Linked DNA regions of Rattus norvegicus: region 2 is linked to region 1. Evidence: chromatin contacts called from public Hi-C data. All regions are on one chromosome and are shown on one strand. Each heading gives the region's core, a stretch centred on a gene start, on an enhancer-like site or on the middle of the called end of the contact. The rest is flanking DNA. Distances are from core to core; before and after follow the strand shown.

The links. A called contact is a pair of places that touch in the nucleus more often than the background predicts.
Region 2: a Hi-C map of kidney shows a contact between it and region 1, with 3 times the contacts expected there. The contact joins the promoter of Prdm2 here to the enhancer-like site in region 1. A contact is called at or near these places in 2 of 12 Hi-C or Micro-C datasets (Schwann cells and kidney) and 1 of 1 datasets of contacts at active chromatin or transcription factors (oligodendrocytes).

The regions. Positions count from the first base shown.
Region 1 is chr5:160,754,989-160,762,014 of GRCr8, reverse strand. Prdm2 (PR/SET domain 2) reads left to right here. Exons shown (of 10, transcript NM_001077648.2): 6 at 3,722-3,848. Among named protein-coding and RNA genes, the nearest start is that of Prdm2, 57 kb to the left of the region's middle. Within about 2 kb of position 3,689, at least 89 of the 93 cell types and tissues checked have an H3K27ac peak or open chromatin away from gene starts, as enhancers often do. A contact at or near this core is called in Schwann cells and kidney, where this site is marked.
Region 2 is chr5:160,811,850-160,818,875 of GRCr8, reverse strand. Prdm2 (PR/SET domain 2) reads left to right here and starts at 3,736. Exons shown (of 10, transcript NM_001077648.2): 1 at 3,736-3,826.

The DNA of each region.
Region 1 (7,026 bases), core at 2,440-4,939:
TACAAACTAGGGGACAAGTCTATAGATTTTTTTCTTTCTTGGTTTAAAATCCTCAGAGTTGGAAACTCTTGAGAATTTCAGGCAGGGTCCTGAGTTCATAGGTGTGGTAGCAAAAGGCTTTCTGCAAGCTGTGCTAGAGTGTGGCTGTTAAATGTTCTTCAGTTTAAAAAAAAAAAAAAAAAGGCTCTTCCCCTCTTTCCTCCCCCAACTCCCCTCCCCACACTTTCCTCCACGTGCTCATGGCCAGCCTTTTCTTTCTTCTTCCACTCTACTTCTCTCATTAAACGTTTCCACATGGAGAAAAAAATGTCCTTCAATTGTATTTTCTTAGCTTTGCCACTGTGACATGTTTATACCTAAACCTGGCTTCTAGGCACAGCAGAATTTGGATTTTCCCCCCATGTTCATACTTAGGCTGTCCAAAACTTGTTTTTCATTTCTTTCTACTGACTTTTAGTCACAGGCAGTTCTAGTAGACTTGCTGCCTGGTTCCAAAGGGCACTAAGGATCCGTCTGGTTTCTCAAATACATCTCAAGCAGGAGACACATCTGTTTCTGTTGGCAAGGTGGGATCCTGGTGGAGAAAGACAAGGTGACTGTGAAACAGGCAGCGTAAACTAGGGATGGAGACAGACAGCTGTATAGGTTGAGCATTCCGTGTTTGCGATGTCGAGTATCAGAGTGTTTTGGATTTTAAATATCCGCATACACTTAGTTCTTCAGGAGGGACCCACCTCTAAGTACAGAATTGACTTCTATCTCAGGTACATTTGAGACAAGTGGACATACCAGCACTTCATGCAGGGGCTCTGTTATCCTGGTCTTGATTGTGGAGTCATGTCACCACATATAACTTTGAAACTCTGGAGCATTTCCGGCTTCAGATTTTTGTATTGGGAGTAGATGTTTAAGATAAAAGATTAATTCATGCGTTTGCTGTAAAAGTAGACGGATGCCGTGGGTCAGTGTAGGGTATTGACAGCTACTCCGAGTGGGAACTGACGAGCTGCACCGGCAGAGCGTGCCGCTGATCTGTGTGCGCCTGAAGGCACTTGTCCCATTATGTTGGAGGCCTTTTGGATCCCTCAGCTGTGATCTGCTGTGCTCTCCAGGATTCAGCATTTCTGAGGCAGTCTTTGTAAATGAATTACAAGGCATGGCTCTGGTTTCTCTTCAGCTTATTGTAAGAAATCTTGAAAATCCTAAGGGGTACAAAATAAAAATGTGTCTGTTGGCATGTGGCTCCACAACATGGCAACACCTCAGTCACAGACGATGTGGAGAGCTGCTCAGTCGGAAGAGGAGGCTTCACCAGTCAGCCAATGCTTAGGTGGTTATTTGATTCGATTGGTAGCACACACACATATTCTAGGCTGTGTTTTGCAATAAAGACTAACTTGAATGGACCTAAGTTTCTTCTCTATGAGAAATTTGTATTTATTTCTGCCCTCTCCGTCTTTGGTGTTGGGGCTCAAACCCAGGGCACCGAGCTTCGCTCCTCTCTGTGCAGATGTTTACCTCATCTCTTTGTAAAGTAAAGCTCTCTCTGCTGATGGTCCAAGGGCATGGAGAAGGGAGCCAGGAGCTAGGAATAGGGCTCTTGTTCTTGGATGCCAGTGTCCTGACTATGCTGTGATGGAAACCAGGAGAAGTGTACATTTGTCCTCATTCCCTTTACTTTCAAACTTTGCTTGTATTTTATATTTTCTAGAATCCTAATCATTCCACATAGTGTTTAATACCATTTCTCAGATATATATATATATATATATATATATATATATATATATATATATATATATATATATCTCAATCAAAAAGAGAACTGAACTAAGATTTACACGATCTGAAAACAGTTTAATTTTGGAAAGCAAACAAATCAGATTAGCTCATCAAAGTCCCAAAAGATGTTTGTGATGGCTGTTTTAACTCATTAATACATTGCCAAAGTAGGGGTTTTAGGTAAGTTTAGCTGATTCAAGAAAGGATATGAGACACTGGTTAAAAAACAGTAAAGTGGCAGATTTTAGCTATATTTTGGAGGAACAAAGTAAACAGGGGCTGGTTCTTTTATTTTAAACAACCTGAATATTTTTGAATAATGAGACTTCTGTGGACAATGAAACAAAGTCATGCTTGCTGTCTGTATTAGTTAGGGTTTAACTGCTGTGAGCAGACCCCATGACCAAAGCAACTCGAGGCTGACCTACAAGTTCAGAGGTTCAGTCCATTATCATCAAGGTGGGAACATGGCAGCATCCAGGCAGGCATGGCGCAGGAGGTGCTGAGAGATCTACCTCTTCTTCTACAGGCTGCTAGCAGAGTACTGGCTTCCAGGTAGCTAGGATGAGGGTCTTATAGCCCCTGCTGACAGTGACACACCTACTCCAACACCCTTATAGAAACAGAATTCTGGCTCTCATTTGTCTCCTTGGCTTGGGCAGTTACTTTAGTCTTTGATAACTTCTCAGTTCTGAGGAGACTAAGTTTGGCCTTCCTTCTGATTAGATTCCACTTATGCCTCTGGGCATCCCAGAACTGATCTGTCCTCTGCATAGTCTCAGGAGCAGGTGCTGTCCATCTGAGTCATTTTAAAGACTCTTCCTCTGTCTGTGACTGGTAGCTGTTTATGGGGAGAGGATTTTGACAGGAAGCAAATGTTTGGGCACTTACGCTCTCACCTAATACTGGTAGGTCCACTGGTGGCCTTGTCTGGATCAATCTGTGTTCAAGACTGCAATATGGGTTATTTTAATTGCCTCATTCCCACTCATTCTACACCAAGCGAGAACATTCCCTTTTTTCTGTGTCTCTTCCTGTGATCATCTGTGTCAGCATGTGGGCTTAGATGGGCTTTTACTTGTACTTTCTGAACAGATGGGTTCCCGGCAATGAAAGAAAACTGCTAGCTACCTTCCCAATTCTGTTTAGGACTTGCTTTTCTACTTAAAATATTTCTTCAGGATGTTGCATGTGTAGTTGTATGATGGTGTCAGGTGTGACTGAAGAACTTACTGTTTTAGGAACATAATTCATGGAATGCTATCTTAGGGATTTCTGTAACGGTGATGTACACTCTTGATGTTTTCTCACAGCCTGCGCTGCTTTGATGACTGTGCATTGTGGGTGCTAGGTTGGGCTCTGACTGAGCTCAGGGCTTCTGTACTTGTGTTGTTTATGGTTAAAGGTGTACCTCGTTCCTGCTTAACTTGTGCTTGGAATTAGAAACGTATACTTTAACTCCTTCCCATGCCATTTGCCCTTTACATTTCTCATCCACTTGAATTTCATGAGCAAAATCGTCCCGTGTTTTATTTTCTCTTTTGCGTGGGTGGCATGAGGTTTGGAGCTAGCTGTAAGAATCTGGAGATGGAGGCTGAGCACTAGGCTCATATCAGCCGGTGCATGAACTCCTGCGAGCCCCTGTGACAAGCTGCCAGGCCGTCCTGCTTGTCCCTAATGCCCTGCCTTGGCTGTGCCAGCCAAGGAATTTTCTGCTAGCTCTGGTCGCGGCTCCGCCTTCTGCCCCCGGCCTGCGCTCTAGGGTCCGCCTCCTTCCAGCGCGCGCCCTGGCCCTGCCTCCCCTCCGCGCGCACCCGCGTCGGCGGCGCCCTCCCGACAGCTGTTTGCGGTCCGCGCGCCGCTCTTGCCCGCTGCTGCGCCGCCCCCGCCAACAACCGTGTCTCTGATTGGTCTGCCCCTTGTCTCTTCTCTTCGGTAGCCAATCGCGCCTGGCGAGGAGCTCCTGGTCTGGTACAATGGGGAAGACAACCCTGAGATAGCAGCTGCGATTGAGGAAGAGCGAGCCAGCGCCCGGAGCAAGCGGAGCTCCCCGAAGAGCCGCAGAGGTAGGAATCGCCGCCGCCGCCCGGCCCGGGCCGCACCCGTGCCGGCCTAAGGGTCGAGGTCCGGGCGTTGCCCGTAGCGTCGCGGTGACCTTTTCCGGGCTCGGCCCGCCGTCTCTGCCCGGCCCGCTGCTGAATCACGGCAGTCCCGGCGCGTTCGGGCTGTTTGCGAACTTGTGCCTGAGCGCTCGCGCGGCGGGAAGTGCGCGTGCGGCCGCCGAGTGCGGGCCCGGCCTTGCTCCCGGAATAGGGCTGGCCGCGCGGCGAGGGAAGGCCGCCTGCGCCTTCCGGCCCGGCTGACAGCGCAGGAGGGAGACGGGAAGGGAGAACCGGACCTGGGAGAGACAAAGATGGGGTGCACCGGGAGCGGAGGGCGACAGGATGTGTTGGGCTTTGTGGAAGTTTAGGAGGCTTGCCGTGCCCTCAACTCTGTGGTGAACGATGTTTTGAACAGAAGGTAGAGTGTAGTCAGTCACACTTATAAAAGGGAGGGGATAATTTGTGGGTAGGAAAATAGTTTGGTTGGCTATATCATATTTCCAGCTGGCATACCGATACGTCGCTGGAATATTTTTGCGAAAAACTTTTAATGTGAACTTGGGGATCTTTTATTTGAGTCAAGGCACGAAATGGTCGTTTTTTATTAAAACAAGAACTTTGGGGTTTTGTTTTGTTTTGTTTTTTGCTCTCCCCTTAGTTTTTAGTAAATCCGAACAAGCCTGTTCTTTTCCCAGACATTGCAAAGTATTTTGTGGGAGTGAGGTTATAAATAAAAGCATAAACATGGTTTTGGAAAACTCTCAAGCCATATTTGATGAGCTCATTGTGACTTTTCAATTCCATATTCTTTGCGTATCACAGCAAAGTGAAATAGGCTCACCCAAAGGGTGGCTGGTAGGTCGCTTGCTGAGTACATTTTTCCATTTATTGGTGGTGATTCAGGTGTTGTTTCAGGTCAGTAAATACTTTGATTCTGGATCAGATGATAAGAGTCCAGAAAATTCCAGCCCTCCCTCAAGTATTTTAACTGCATTGAGATTTTGTCGGGCCGAGGCTCAGCAGACGCCATTATTTGACTCTTTTCTGTGCTTAATGTCTATTTCGTTTGTAAGCAGGAGTCATGCTCTCAGCCTTCCTAGAGAAGCTACGGCTTGTGGAGGCCGAAAATTAGGGGATCTGGGGACTTCCTTATTGTGCCACTGTACTTAATCCTGACATTTAATTAGATCTGTAACTCATGGCAGTCTTACTTTGCTTGTGGCAAACTTTGGTGTGTGTATCCAAACCTGCTTCATTAGCCTTTTCCTTTATCCCTCACTGTTCCATTCAATTCAGTGTGGAGGAAGAGCCTGAAACTAATCTTTTTGTTCTGTTAGTGATACACAAATGTATACATTCCATAGCTAGATTGGTGGGTTTAGATTGTTTGGTGATTTTTTTTTAAACTTACTTTTTAAAATTTTTTTCTTATTAATTTTTATTTATAAGAGTACACTGTTACTGTCTTCAGACACACCAGAAGAGGGCATCATATCCCATTACAGATGGCTGCTGGGAATTGAACTCAGGAACTCTGGAAGAGCAGCAGTCAGTGCTTTTAACCACTGAGCCATCTCTCCAGCCCCGTTTGGTGATTTTTATTTTTTATTTTTTGGTCTGTTTGTGGTCTTTGGTTTTGTTTTTTGAGTCAGGGTTTCTCTGTGTGGTCCTTTCTGCCCTGGGACTGACTCTGTAGACCATGCTAACCTTGTACTCACAGAGATCTACCTGCCTCTGCCTCCAGGCTGCTGGGGTTAAAGGCGTGGGCCACCACCACTTGGCAGTGATGCATATTTCTTCCTGCCCCATTATTTTGATAAAGAGTCTGAGCAGTAGACAGCTCACTGAGGCCTTCTTGAGCTTTAATTAAAAGACTTGTGTGGAGTTCATACAAGTATGCCTACTACTTTAGGCAGCTTACTTCAGAAGAGGCCTGTTTGCTCTCTGTGACCTAGAGTTTGGGAATCTAGTGAATCAAACCTTTCTTAATTATGCTGTGAAATCTAACTTAACAGCTTGGAAGATCTGAAGGCAGAACCTTTTATATTCAGTCAGTACAAACTTAGACATTTTAAATAATAGTATCAGAGAGAATCAAGGTAAATTGGTTCAGTTGTTTCAGGTCAGTAAATACTTTGAATCTGGACCTGATGATAAGAGTCCAGAGAATTCCAGCCCTCCTTCAAGTATTTTAACTCTGCATTGAGATTTTGTTGGACTATTTCTGAAAGCCAGATGTTGGGGACATATAGCTGTCTAGTAGATTGATATTGGGCATAACCTTGTACTGCTGAAACAAAGGGCTGGATTCTTCACAGTTCTGGACCTCAGCTCCCCCCCCCCCCCCCCCCCCGGAGCTGGGGACTGAACCCAGGGCCTTGCGCTTCCTAGGCAAGCGCTCTACCGCTGAGCTAAATCCCCAACCTTGGACCTCAGCTTCTTTGCATGGCAAAGAAGGACCTTTCAGAACTCATCAGATCTTTGGTGCATTGTAAGGACTTTTGGGTGTATTAGGTAGTGAAAAACCCTGGTTCTCATGTCTGCTAGCTAGCTACCCCTCCCTCCCTCCCTCCCTCCCTCCCTCTCTCCCTCCCTCCCTTCCTCCCTTCCTTCCTTCCTTCCTTCCTTCCTTCCTTCCTTCTTTTCCCCCCATTCACTAATGTTTGTTAGGCCCTGCCTTGTGCTGGACTGTTTAGCCATTTGTGCAGTTCCTTGGGAAACAGAAAGGCAGGTGCCTCCATGCATCAGGAAGGCAGTGATCAGTATTCGACTGGCTGGCAGGCTGTCGGCCCTCAGTGAACACTCAGACAATGTGTAAAGAAAGAACAGTGCATGGTGCTTTCAGAAGGCAGTTCATATTGTACCTGACCAAGGAGCATGCAGTTTCCTGTGGTTACAGGTGTACAGCACTAGGCACATTCAGTGGAACTTGGCTTTGCGTTTCGGCTGAGTCGTGTGCATGTCCGAGCAGCCTCTCTGAGCTTGACTGTCAGAGGCTTTGGACAGGGTAAAGCTCTGGGGTGGAACAGTGGGAGGTTACAGTTGGAGGTCTCTAGCTGGATAGTGTGTACTATGTAACTGTAATGGAGCAGAGAAAAGGCCACATGTAGAATTTTTATTTCCTGCTTGATTTCTGTCCCCT
Region 2 (7,026 bases), core at 2,487-4,986, 57 kb before region 1:
ACTGAGCTAAATCCCCAACCCCCTGGTTTCATTTCTTAACTGGGCAACGTCTTCATCCACTTTGGCCTTAGTTCCCACAGTGTACATGAGTTCACCACACACAGCTATTATGAACGTGACACAGTCCATGTACAATGTCGAGAATGGAACCTAGCAGGGAACAAGTATTGTCATTCAGGGAATCTTAAGTCCACTTACATTGTCACAGATACTGTAGTTTAAAGTCTTTAGTCTTACCTATAAAGTTTTTAATCTTTTAAGAGGCAATTCTGTAGAAATTGCTGTGGCTTTAATTATAATCACTTTTTAAAAAAATATAAAATATAATGTTTGGGCTATATATAATTGCTTTAATCTATTCCCTCAGGGAGAGGCCATTTTCCCCCTATAAAAATTATCTGTTTAGTGCTTAGACATTGTTCTGGGTGTTCAGTGAAGCATGTGCCCATGTTAACGCATAATGTGCAAAAGTGACCAGAGTTGAGCCAGGTGACCTGTGCAGCATGGAGTTTCACTCATGGTGCAGACTTTGATAGTGAGTGTGTTCTATACTCCCATCTCCTAACAAATAGATCATGAATTCTGATTAAAGCATCTCAATCCCTTCCCTTGTTCATTAGCAGTGCATTCTATCATTTCAAAGAAGGAAAACAATAGTATTTAGTATATCTTACAGCTAATCATCACTAATGAAATTTCACTGACATCTCCATAGCTTTTTTTTTTTTTAATTCAACAGATAAACTATAAAGCATAGCATTCAGTCTGGGAAGTACCACAGTTTACAGAATTGAAACACATCCAAACAAAATACACAGATTAAAAGTACACAATGGCTGGTTAGAGATGGTGTTTAGAATAACCGAAGATACTCAGTGTGGTAGGCCAAATAATAGTTTCTAAGCACCGGACCTCAACTAAATCCCTTGAATCTTCAAGCATTGCCTCATACAGAGCTTCTGTGGGTATGACTAAGCAATGAAGAGATCAACTGTGGTTTAGCTGGGTATCCTCCGTGCAACGGTATATATTCTTTTAAGAAAGAACAGAGGGAAATTTCACTACCTACAAAGGAGAAAGTGAGGTGAAGATGGGGAAAAGAGTATGAAGATGTTGGCCTCTAAGAGTTGGGTGGCACAGTGGCAAGCCAAGGAATGTTGGCAGTCACCAGAAGCTGGAAGAAGAAAACAGTCTCCCCTACAAGCCTTAGAGGAAGTGTGGTCCTACTGACACCTTAGCCTTAGCCTACTGATACTGACTTTGGACTCTAACCTCTACATTTGAAGGAGATTAATTTTCTGTTGTTTCAAGGTATCAAATCTGAAACTGGGGGGAAAGGCATTGTTGTTGTGGTTTGCCCTGGAGTTATCTGTATTTTGATGCTAATTCCACTGCCCCACGGACAGCAGCCTATTCAGTACTCAGGAATCAGGTGACTTCACCAGAACCTTCTCCCCATTTAAATTGTAAAATACAGGTGAGGGCAGGAACAGGATAGAAGGAGACCTGTCATTGGACAAGAAGGAAGGTTGGGCGGGAGAAAAGTTTGAAGGAAGGGGAAGAGACTGGAAGGGAAAGGAGAAAGAGACAGGAGGAAGAGGGAGAGGAGCCATGGCAGGACAATATGGCGGGTGACGTTAAGATTCCACACTGTAACTTTAAAGGTTGTTACAAATGTTTTTAAGGGATGGATGGTACTGGGCTTTGTATGTTTAGGTGAGCAATTATATCTTATCAATTGGATGTAAGGTTACTGTGTTGTGTGTTCTTTCATGTGTAGATTTAAGTGTAATGGAGTGTGGGGCGGCTGGTCTGGGTCGCCTTGGAGTTAGGATGCGTGTTTCTGGTATGGAAACCTGCCTTGGGAGCTAGATAGGTAGAGAGATTACTGATGGCTCAGAGAGAGGCCTTTAGCAGTGTGATATGGGATGGAGCAGAATGGGTAAGATGCTTTGCTAAGAATTAAGATATCCAGATATCAGGGTTGGGGATTTAGCTCAGTGGTAGAGCGCTTGGTAGCAAGCGCAAGACTCTGGGTTCAGTCCCCAGCTCCGGAAAAAAAAGAAAAAAGAAAAAAAAAAGATATCCAGATATATTGGGGCACTGAGGTGCCTGACCTAGGGGGAATAAAAGAAAACGTTACTTTTATTATTTTTTATATTTTTACAACAACACATTGTCATTTTAGATTAAAGACAGGAAGAACAGCCACTGACTTCTTGGCATGGTGCTCTCTGGTTTTTCCATGTCCTTTTCGATTTGACAGCCCCCTATTTTTCTCCTGCATTCTTTTGGATGCCAGGGGGGCATATATATTTTTTCTTTTAAAATGATGACTGTGGCCATTTGGTGGTAGGTGAGGGTGGTGGTCTCCTTTTTTCTCCCCCACTACCTCAGATGATTTTGACGCATGTTCTTAGTTGGAAGGTGTTATTCAAGTAAAGAGGGCAAACTCCAATGGCAGACTGTATCATAATAATATATAGTCTAGTGATGTGGTTGCATGTACCTCTTAGGTTTATAAACTCTTCCTTGAAGAGTGAGAGAAATAAATGAACATTTGAGCTTTTATTTCCTTTCTCCGTGGGCTCTGTGGCGATCCAGACCTCGTTTGCACCTGCCAACAATACTGACGAGATGATCACCACATCACCAGCCCTTTACAGAGTATACCACAATCCACGTCAGTTGACATGCTTTCTAAACGACAGGTACATTTGATCAACTTGTCTGGTCTTTCCAAAGTTTCGGAGACACATTTGGACATAATACATTATCTATTACTCTTTAGATCCTTTTCACAGAGGACTAATATGGCCCACTACATTTAGATTTTTTTTTCCCTTTCTTCTCGGAGGATAGCTTTATCCTGAAATACTCATGGCTTTAGATGCCATCTAGATGTGACAACTGTAATTTTCTTCTCTCCTCAACTTCAGATTGATCGGCCACCGTACTCCTGTCAAACCTCTTCTCTGGGATGTCAGAAGTGAGTTCAACATAATCTATCTCCACTATGTACCACTGCTCACTTGTTTGTAAATAGTGAATCAGTTCCCAAGGGCAAGGTGAAGGCCGTGCTCTGCCCCACAGAGCCCTGGCACTGACCTAGGCCCATGGCTGACAATTGGCAAATGCCTCCTGGTAAGGATGAACACAGCGACCCAGTTGTATCTGCTTTGTTCAAGTCTCGCTCTGTGTGTGTGTGTGTGTGTGTGTGTGTGTGTGTGTGTGTGTGTGTGTGTGTGTGTGTGTCTACACTGGTCCTTTGCACACAATCTAAGTAGACTATTTGCCTGACAGAGTTATAGTGGCCTTCAAAGTGGATTCTGCTCGTTTTGCTTGAAACAAGGTCTCAGGGTGTGGTTCTCTCTCTCCTCAAACTTACTATATAGATTTGCCTGCTTCTGCCTCGAGTTTGAGGATTAAAGTGTACGCTACCATGCCAGTCAGTCCAGATCGGCTGAAGGGGGGTGGATTCGCTGAGGAAAATATGAGTTCCTCAGTCATAACTCTATAGTGGTCAGGCCGTCCAGGCAATGGCGACACGGGCTTCCTTTCGAGGGAACGCTCTGGGACGAGTGGAGAACCAGTGATTGACAGAGAGGGCGACACAAGTCCGTCAGGGTCACGCCCGGCCGTCGTGTTAAGCTCCTTGGGGGTCGCAGGCCACGAGCTATGCGTGGGGTCGGTGTCGGGGTTGCGGGTGCCGTGTCGACGTCACTTCCGGCCGAAGCCAAGATGGCGGCGGCGCGGCCGCGGGCGCCAGGGCGACGGCGGCGGCTGAGGCTCTGGGCTCGCTGAAGCGTTGGCACGTCGCGCTCTGGTGAGGAGCGGCGGAGCCGGGGCGGGCGGGCCTCCGGGAATGTCCCTTGGTGTCAGTGAGGAGTGTGGCCACCGCGGCGGGGGCGACAGGGCCGGGCGCTAAGGGGACTGCGGGGCGGGCTAACGCGCCCCCTTCGAGCTTCCTCCGAACCGCCAGGAACCAGTGGCTAGCGCTGGCGGGCGCCGACGAGAGGCGGCGCGAAGGCTCCCGCCCGGCGACTCTTAAGTCCCTGCGGCCAAGTTTGGGGTCCGATTTGTGGCGACGCGGCGGACTCGGGGTGCGCGGCTGCGGGGTCGGCGGGGAGCGCACGTGGGCCCCGGGCGGTCCCCATCCGCAGGGCTGCGCTGATCTCTGCTCTTTTGTGTCCCAGCTGAGTGTCTGAGCGCATCCGCATCCTCGACTTGGTTCTGTGCCTCGAGCCTTTGTGTTTCCCCGTATAGTTTCCCTGTGCTCTAAACCTGGCAGTGGTTTCCCCGAGTGTTCCCCATCGACCCACTGGTGCATATGTGCATGTGTCACAGGTGTGCACTAACATACATATGACTGGTTTTGATTAGTTAAAAGATCCGTCTACTATGTCTCCGAGGGTGACAAGTGAGACACGCAATACACCTAACAGGTCAGTGTTCTTCCACGATCCACGCGTGAAGCACCCGCCCACGGCCTGGGACCGTTAGGTCGGGCCTCGAGCTGGGGAAACAATCCCACAGATAGCCGGGAAGTCACGTTGCCCCTTACTACCCAGCTGGAATTTGCACCTAGAGAAATGGGGTTCCCCCACCCCCATGTTTCGTGTATTGAGGATTTGGGTGTATTTGACACATGAACTGCCTTTTGCGGAATTTCAGTTCCTTGCCCCTAGGACCCTTTCATCAAACCCGGGGAACGTTTGTTTCTAGTACAAAATGTCCCCAGAACATGACTAAAATGTGTCTTAAAGTTTTTTGTTTACTTCAGGATTATTCTTTAAAGTCATATGTACAGCAGAGGCAACCCCCCCACCTCCAATGGTTCTTTTTAACCTACGATAGCACAGACTACAGTTTGATTATTCCTGCCCATGGTGGTATTAGAAAAAAGGATTTAGAAGTTTGCATCTAGATATTCGGAGGAGGAACCGAGAGACATTATTATGCTGTTTTCTTTTTCTGTAGAGTTCTGTTTTTTGAGGTTGCATGCAGTTGCCACCCTCCAAGCTTCCTTACAAGCACTTTATTTGGTAAAAAATTCTTTTTCTTGAGAAATCTCAGCCTAGCTTTGAAGACCTTCAGAGATCATTTAATAAGCCCCCTTTATTTCAAGACACGGGGATAGAACTGTAAACCCATTGTTGGAAGCAACAGTCAGTTGCGTTTGGTGTAATTTCAGGGCTCCCCCTCCCCCCTCTTTAAAACCATTGATGCATTTAAAAAGTCTTAGAACCAGGGATATAATGGTAACGCTTCAATGAATGTTTGCTGTTTGTCGATGGAAGAGTTGGCTTCATTGAGGTTTAAGGGTTTTTTTTTTTTTTTTTTCTATACAGTGCTCCAGATAATAAGGTGTAACTTTGTAATAATGTGTTAGCTCTGTAAGCACAAAACAGCAAAATAGTCTCCACTGCAGGACAGTTGAAAAACAGAAAAGCACAAAGAAGGAATAGAAACTGGCCATAAACTTCCGCCTCCACAGATAGCCATTGTTAACATTGTAGCAGATTGTCACTAGTCCCTCAGGGTGTGCCTGCGAGTGTTTCTTTATTCACATATATTTATTTATAGAAGCATCCACTTCTGTATAATAGTTTATACAGAATTGGTATGTTGTGTGTATTGACGTAGCTTGTCTTCCGCTATGCTGTTGTGTGTGTCTGTCTTTAACTGTTCTTTCATTGGATCTTCAATGGCCGTCTGATATGTGGATGGATTCATCAACCAGTCCCACATTGATCTATAAAGATTCTAAAGCCTTTTCACTAAATTTTGGAAGTTTTTTTTCCCCTCTATGATGAATTTTAAAATTCTGCACTTATTTAAGATGTGAGGACTGGAAAATGTGCTTTTGTAGTGTCTGACCGTACATGATTTTGTTTCAGCTACCTTGCTAAGGAGTAACCTCCCTGTTTTCTCTGTGGTTGTCTGTAGCTCACACACATCTGCACCCAGTTTCTTTTGATGATTATTTCACATTGGCTATTTATTTATTCATGGGGATTTTTTTTTCCAGAATGCTGATATCTTTTCAAGTTTAGATCTGACTTAGACACCTTTCAGGGGTCTGTCAATTCACAGTTTCCAGGGTGAAGAGCACTACGAATGGTTTGCTATTTTCATGTCTTCTGACTAGCTTCATGTTAGTCTTAATATATGTAAAGGGGGAAACCCTACAGCAAACCTGCAGCTCTCACTGGGAAACTCCGTAGTGAGAGCGTGCGTATGGGACCTTGAGGGATATGCCAGACTTGTATGCAGAGAGCATCTACAGGGAATTCTGGGTACAAAGGGGATGTTACCTGCTGAGCATGACTTCTGCTGCTGCTGACGTGCTCTTAGTGCTTCACAGTTTGTATGCTGCCTATCAGCAATTACAGTGTTTGGTATGAGGCCTGGTGTCATGTCCTAGTGCTTGCCTTTTGAAGTGAGAAATTTTTAGTTAGCGCTATAAAAATGATTTTCTTAGAGCAGGTCAGGGAAAACTACCCCGTCTGTAGGTAGGGATATCAGATTGAGTTACAAAAAATGTTGTTCCTCAGCTACTGTACTGTTGTTATTTTGACCGGATTAGTCTTTGTGGGGGTGTCACTCTTGTCCATGGTGGAATGCTTAGCAGTTCCCCCACCCCACAAGATGCCAGTGGTCCTTCCTTTAGTTGTGACAAGCTGTGAAGTCACCAGACATTGCCATCAGGAGGGACACAATTCTAAAATACCTCATTAAATGAAACTTCCTTTGTTGGGTGGTTGAATCACAGAAGCAGCCGTGGTGTCTCAAAGAACTCCAAGGATAGATGCTATGGGTTAGACTTTGAAGAAGGGAAGGCTCTTCCCATCCAAATGTCTTCTAGCTTTTGCTGTGATTATAGAGTAACTCTGTAGTTGGACGTTGGCGTCATTTTATGGGAAGAAACATGGTAGTGTGAGATAGCCTGGAGATTATGAAGTTTTTATGACATGGGATCAGCATTCCCCCTGTGCAGATTAAATTATTATAAAATTTAAATAA